Regions from separate parts of the Gossypium arboreum genome. Here region 1 is linked to region 2. The links are chromatin contacts, called in public Hi-C maps. All regions are on one chromosome and are shown on one strand. The core of a region is the stretch at or near the end of the contact, and the rest is flanking DNA. Distances in the headings are between cores, read along the strand shown.

Region 1 (3,996 bases), core at 759-3,258, 440 kb after region 2:
GAAAGTAATTAAAATTCAATTATTTTATAAAATTATACAATTATAAAGGTGTTTTTATCTTTTATAAATCAATAAAAATTCATCCACAAATGAAATTTAAATTTATAATTAAATAAATATTAAACCTTTAATTTTACCATTTTAATCAAGCTTTATTTGTTTTCTACATCACCATTAAATAAATATATTTATTAGATTTTTTTCACTCACATAGTTAATGTGTCATAATCTAGTTTATATAATTTAATTAGATTTGACATCACAAGTCAAAGATAACAACCTAATTATGTAGATTATAGAAAACCCAAATCAAAATTACCGTAGCAAATGATGATTAGGGCATTTATGACTTTTAAGTTTTAATAAAAGTAAGGCTAAAATAATCACCACTTAAAAAACCACTTTAATTTTTCACAAAATATAATTATTATTTAAAAAACTAATTTTTAAATTTATTTTTCTTTTAAAATTATTAATTTTCACTCACATAAAATATTACTAGATTTCGAGACAGACGTGGAAAGAACAGTTTAATATTAAAATATATTTATCAAAAATTATTTAATAATTTAAATCATAAATGAAGTGGTAAAGTATTACGAATAAACTTCCATTAGTCTTAAGTTCAGGCAGTAAACATTTAATTTTAGTTGTTTTTCCTAAATATTTTATATAAAAATAATAAGAGATAAAAACTATTATATTAATATTTATTACTTTATTTAAAAATATTTATAAGTAATTTTATTTACCGAATTTGTGTTGAGTATCAACCTCTAAATAAATGTGATATATGAAAAGAAATACGAAATAAAGCTTGTTCTACTACAATAAAATTATATAGGTGTTGTAAAAATATATTAACATATTATTATCATTGCAAATTATACTGCAAAACAAATACATTGTGTTTGTTTCACAAATTGAATCAACCAACTCAGTTAGTAAAATTATAAAAGCGAATAAATATAATTAAAATATAAAATTAAAAATAAACAATCCACATTTATTAAAAACAAAAAAACTGCACACTTCTATAATAACTACAAACTAATTTACATATCTATTTTTACAATTTTCTTCAAAATAATTATTTTTCACTTGAGTGAGTCAAATTTTAGTCTACACAAATTCCTCAAATTTTATTTCCAGAAATTCTTTTGCTCGATAAATTATATTTTTTATTATTAATTTCTGACACCATCTTTTAAAGGGTTAAATAAAACTTTTTCTTTTTGAGAGAAAAGTAAAATTGTATCATATATTAACTTATAATTTTATCATTTATGAGATTATTAAGGGTGAGTTTGAAAAACTTTTGAAAATATCCATTTCATTGAAAATTTATAATATTTGATTTTTATGTGTTTGATTATCGTATTAAATTTCGAGTTAATTCAAAATTTTTAATAAAATAAATAGATAGATAACTACTTATCACTTACAGCATGTTTGGTTGAGTGTAATGCTAAACCATTACAGGTGAATTCAGTGGCCCATCCTTATTCCATTGTTTAGTTGGTTGTAATAGGCTATTACAGCCATATTCTATACAGCCTTATTCAAGGCAAAACTGTCGTTTACCATTCGGCACTCTATCCACGGAATACCCATTCAGCGTGTGTGAGTTTCAACTTTACCCTTCTCCCTCTTTTTCGTTCTCACGTCTGAAGCAACTTCTTTTTTTCATTCTTCCCATTTCCTTCCAACCTTCTCCTCTTTTTCATTGTCACGTCTGAATCATCTTCTTTTTTTCATTCTTCTTCCCATTTCCTTCCAACCATCTCTCTCTTTTTCATGCTTCTATCCTCACCAACCCTTTGACAAACCCTATTGTTTAGTTTTATTTTTCCCTTTGCTCTTATCTAGCTTCCTGTGAAGGCTAAAGCGGCTCCTTTCTTTCAGCTACCCACGCTTTCAAGCTTCCAACTTTCCCAGAAGCCCCAAGGCTGAAACCGAGAAGAAGACGCTACAAATACTAATTTGGGGTTCCATCCTCAATTTTGGCTAATACCCTTTCCAAGGTATAAAGCTCTCTTTATTAATTTCATCATTTTATTTCAAGCTTTATGTCCTTAGTTCTGATGTGGGTTACTTTTATTCGACTCGTTCATGCTCAAAATTTGGTCCTTTTTTAGCAAATTAGTCGATGCTTTTGATTAGTTTGATAGTGGGTACCATATCATATGTTTCTTTTATGTGAAAACACTGCTTTGCTCCTTTGAATTTGGAACTGGTAGACTGTTGTTTGCCTTTAGTCTGCTATATATATATATATATATATATATATGCTGTGGAAAAGTTATTGGCATTTGTGCTATTTTTTATCCTATCCTTTTATTATTTTCATGCTTTTCTTCTTTTCTTTTTTCTATTGGTTTTCAACCAGAACATATACTTGTTTTCTTTAGAGTGTTGAAGAAAAGATTGCTCAGCATGAAAAAGATGGGACAGTAGTAACAAGGTGAGCTTTCTAGGCTTTGGATGTAAGAGCTTATCTTCATCTATATTTTTCATGATTATCATCATAATGTCCTTTCTGTTAATTTTATTGTGATTCTATTTCAATGCTTAGTTTTTGTACTGTTTTATATGTTAAACCTGGTTCTGTGGTTTGCTTCTGCTTGTAACATTCTCAGTTCTACTTGTTGACATTTTCTGCTTAGATATGTATATGTTTATTTGGTTAGTTGTAATTATGATTATTTATTATTATTGTTATTGTTTTTAAAGTGTTTTAGAGCATGAAGTCATTCCCCCAATGAGAAACCGGTTACCATTCTTCTTATTAGAAAAATGATGGGAAAACGTTGAAACTTGTTTGTTACAAGAAACATTTGAGTATGATGGGAAAACAACTTAAACCAATAATGGTCTTAGTATGTTATTTCTGAAACAAATCAAGAAGGGAATGGGATGTTTTATGAGGTAAAACCATAAAAGGTGTCATAAGACAGATTGCAGGGTATCACTCCCTTCCGATTATACTCTTTATTTATATATAAATGCGACTTTTTTACAAAAGGGTAACAAATAGGAATGAGGTGGTAAATTTTAGTATCATTCATCATTTCACATCAGCCAGTTTGTTCAATTCAATTCATGCATTTCTAAAGATGCTATTATGAAGATGTTAGACTTGCATAACGATATGATCTTTCTTGTACTTCTATGCCTTTTTTTGAGAAATTTTCTCTTATCTTTTTAGGGAGATAGTAGTGCAATTCAATGTTGATGTGGCATATGGAATGCCCTGGAAATTTGTTCCAACTCAAAGAGAGGTTCTTAACTTCTCTGTTATTTTGGGGCACTGTAGAGTGCTTCTTTTATCAATTATTTTCTCATTTTTTTTTATTTTTCTGCTAGGTGAGAGTCAAGCCTGGAGAAAGTGCTCTTGCTTTTTATACTGCTGAAAATCGAAGTTCAAAACATAACTGGTGTCTCTATTATAACGTCACCCTAATGAAGGTACTGATACTTACTCATGCTCCATTATGAAATTTGGATCTTTGAAATTTGTTATTTCTAAAGTTAAGTTATTAGTGTTTGTTTAGATCTTTATCAACCTCTCAAACGTTATTTGGTTGTGTGAGCCGTTAGGCTTTTTAACCATTTCTTGCTAGCTTAGGTTTGACTTGTGCTGTTTAGGCTTGAATTATGTACATGATTTAGTAGTCTTCCTTTCAATATTATTGTTCAAATAATTTATTCTTTGTCATATCCTTGTTACTACATTTCTAGTTTGGATTGAGAAAATTGTCTGCTGAGCTCTGCTACTCATTTATCCTCTTGTGCATGTCATAGATTCCATGACATACACTTCCTTTTCTCTTTCTCACTCCGTGTCTAAATTTATTTCTAGAATTTTTCAGTGGAACCCGCATGAGTCTATGCCTAACCTTATTATTTTATATTTATAGTTTGCCATTGGGGCTTCTAGGTGTTACAATAGGAGAATCTGCAATATTGTTTTTCTAATGGTCTTAGCTAGGAAGA
Region 2 (3,645 bases), core at 522-3,021:
AAATATGAAATAATATTAATAATTTATTATATGATTAGATATAGATAATTAAATATGTATGTTTGATAATATTAAAAATTGTAATATTTTATATTAATATTTTATTAATTTTATAAATTTTAAACATAAAAATAAAAAATTTATTATTAATATAATAATATTAAACTTTATTTAAGTTAATTTTATATAAAAATTTTGCGTTAGAAAATGACTTATGTTTTTCAAAGTAAAGAAAAATTCAAAAAATTATTTTCAGTACTTTCCGGTGATTTTCTAATACTTGCAACATGTTACTCCACAAGAAAGGACAAACAGAAAAATAGGATGACTCTTGACTCAATATGCTCCACAATCACATTTTATTATCCCACATAGTTCTCGTCTGCTAAATGCTGGTTCCAATACAGTAAAACGATGGTCCCATACATACACAATACCATCAAACTATAAAGATCTGCATATGGGTCCATTTGGTTTATTTGTAATAAATCCAGTAGATAATGAAAATCAAATCTCTCCATCCCAAAGCTCTTCAAGAGACTTGTAAGGACCATCATCTGATACAAATTCCCCAGCTGGAAACCCTTTGCACTGTGGAAGTTGGCTTATCTTGCGAGACTCCTCAGCACTGAGCTTCCAATCGAAGATATCAAGGTTTTGTTTCATCCTTTCCTTGTTGAAGCTCTTCACAAGCACACATACTCCTTGTTCATGTGCCCATCTCAAACAAACCTGAGCAAGCGATTTTCCCTTGGCTTGGGCAATTTCCTTGAGTAGCTCACATTCCATCACCCGATTTGTTCCCCACAGCGTTCCTTTTGCCCCCAGAGGAGAGTAAGACTCGATAAGTATGCCCTTCTCATCGCAAAACTTCCTCAGTTTCTTTTGCTGCCACATTGGGTTCATCTCCACCTTTCACCCCATAAATCAATTCATACGAATCCATCATTAGTTACTTTACTATTAATTTTAATTGAAAAACATTAAGCAGATGATACAAAACATTAGGGAGAAATTAAAGTGGTTCTCACTTGGTTCACTGCAGGTGGGATTTTGGCAGTGGAAAGGATAGTTTCGAGTTTCTTGCAGGAGAAATTGCTTACTCCTATAGATTTTGTTAGGCCAAGAGCTTGACACTCCTCCATTGCTTCCCACACAGATTTTAGATAAATAGGAACAAGGTCCTTCTTCTTAACAGGCAACTCATATTCCCCAGGCTTCACGCTCACTGGCCAGTGAATCAGATACAGATCAAGATATTCCAACTTCAAATTTCTATACAAATCAAGAAACAATAAGTAAACCAATAAAAAGCACATATTGAAAACATCAAGGGAACAAAGGGATAATACTTGAGTGTTTTTTTGAGTGCTGGGAGAACACAATCATGGTGTGCATCGCTACACCAGAGCTTGGAAGTGATAAAGAGTTCGTCTCTGGATTTGATTAACCCTAGACGAAGAGCATCTGATATTGCTTCACCTAAAGGCTGTTCAGTTTGGTAAAGAGCAGCCGTATCGAAGTGACGGTACCCTACTTCGATAGCTTCGAGAATGATTTGTTTCATGGTATCAATGGAAGCACCGAAAGGGTATTCGGCTGTGCCAAAACCTAGAAGGGGAATAGCTTTCTCATTGGTTGAATGAAGAGGGAAAGTTGGGACGCTTTGATATGAAGTGGTAGACAACTGTGGACTGCTTTTTTGCATTTTGGTTCTGACATCCATGTTTACTGTATCTGTCAATAATATCCTTCACCATGCCATCTCATATATATTAAAAGTTTTTGAGTCATTGATCTTTTTTAATTATTACTTTGATGGACGTCTTTTTCTATTTACTTCTTTTTTTTTTAAAGAAAAAGTATTCTATCTAAATAAATAAATACAAGTGGGCGTTTACCCCCCCCCCCCGGGGAATAAGTGGGTGTTCATTATTGACCAACACCCCATTCTTTGAAAATCGAAAGAAGAAGAAGAATATTTTCAACCTTGATATAATCTCGTGTAAAGATATTGATCAAATTTGTTGGTGTTAATGAGATTTGAGATTGTGTTTTGTTGCTTGAGATTAAAAAATGTGTTTTTAATGTTGATGGAGTCTTAATTTGATTGGTATGTGTATTGTTGTTAATATAGGAGGAGGTGGGTTTGAGTATGCTGAAACGTATTATCCTCCTATTTATGAGTTGAGGAGGGACTATGAATAGTTCTAAGTATTGTCTCAAAAAGAATAAATATGATAGAATCTACGGTGAAATTGTTAAAAAAAATATGTTTTTAATATTAAATAATGTTTTTTACAATAATAATATTAAAATGAGTATCTATTCTATTTAAAAGAGTTTGTTTGAGTTGGCCACTCTCAATTAAGCTTTAACTCAATTTTTAAATTACTATAAGACTACAATTAAAAGGTTTAATTCACACTTTAGTTCTTGAAATATACTGGTTTCTTACATTGGTGACTAAAGTTTTTTCTTAGCCCACTTCAATCTTTAACATTATTTGATGTTCTCAATTTAGTCCTTACCATTATCAGGCCTTCTCTGTTCAATGTTTTGGTCACTAAACTAGGAATGTCTAATAATGTTAGGGATTGAAGTAGGCAAAATAAAACTTTAAGTACCAAATTGAGAAAAGCAGTATATTTTAGGGACTAAAGTGTGCATTAAGCCTTATTTTAAAATATAATAAATATTATTTTGAAGATACTTTTATCTTTTTCATACAAAATCTAGTAAAACATAGGATTTAAACCTAAACTTTCATAAAACTTACCAACCAATATAACCATTTCAATTATAAAGTAATATTTAATTCTCATTTTAATTTTAAAAAAATTTCTAAAACCCTAAAAAAATTTCTATTTTTTCTCCAAGTTGCTTGTTTCTTTTCTTGTATTTTGCCCAACGAAGGTGCCAATCTCCGGACTGGCTACCACTAGCCTCTTTTTGTTTTTTTTTTCTTCTTTTTCACTCCATGATCTCTTTTGTAGGTATCTTTAATGTCTTCACAAATTGTGATGGATTGATGATAATATCTATAATAGCCCGATTTTGGGCTTAGTCAGAACAGTGGTTTCGGGACCACTAGCCCGAGGTCAGAGAAATTATTTTTGATATTATTTTATGTGTTGTGGCATAATTATATGAGAGTATGAAAATTTTGGTGAATTAATTTTATCGATTTCATGCTTAATTGTGAAAAAGGACTAAATCGCATAAAGTATAAAAGTCCTATTTTGATAGCTAAAGGTGTTAAATTGCCAAGGAACCTTAATTGGGAGTCTTTAAAGGGAAAATAGACCCTTTTAGGAGAGTGACTGGCCATAGGGGGACAAGAGAGGTCAAAAGTCAAATATTAGGTGTGTTTAGTGACTTAAATGAATAAAATAAAAATAAAGGAAAGAGAAAAAAACACCATATTCTTCTCATTTCCTTCTCCACATAAAATACAAGCAAATTGAGGGTTTTGGAAGCTTAAAATTTGCAGTCACTCTCCATCTTTGAAAGTAAGTGATTTAGATAACCTTACTTGATAATTTTTGTGTTTTTAGAACTCCTAAAGCTTAATCTAGCTATTGAGGGGACTATTATGCAAAATGGCTGATAGTCTAAGGATTTTCCATGAAAGGAGTTGTAATA

What was found. Hi-C and Micro-C count contacts between places; a contact is called where the count stands out from the background.
Region 1: a Hi-C map of leaf shows a contact between it and region 2, with 3 times the contacts expected there. The contact joins the promoter of LOC128293134 here to the promoter of LOC108480437 in region 2. A contact is called at or near these places in 2 of 5 Hi-C or Micro-C datasets (both in leaf).

What each region holds. Positions count from the first base shown.
Region 1 is chr1:44,534,326-44,538,321 of ASM2569848v2, forward strand. LOC128293134 (cytochrome c oxidase assembly protein COX11, mitochondrial-like) reads left to right here and starts at 2,009. Exons shown (of 5, transcript XM_053028646.1): 1 at 2,009-2,024; 2 at 2,412-2,464; 3 at 3,209-3,281; 4 at 3,367-3,468. The coding sequence starts at 3,249.
Region 2 is chr1:44,094,621-44,098,265 of ASM2569848v2, forward strand. LOC108480437 (non-functional NADPH-dependent codeinone reductase 2-like) reads right to left here and starts at 1,772. Exons shown (of 3, transcript XM_017783440.2): 1 at 1,353-1,772; 2 at 1,032-1,275; 3 at 270-912. The coding sequence starts at 1,726. The coding sequence ends at 508.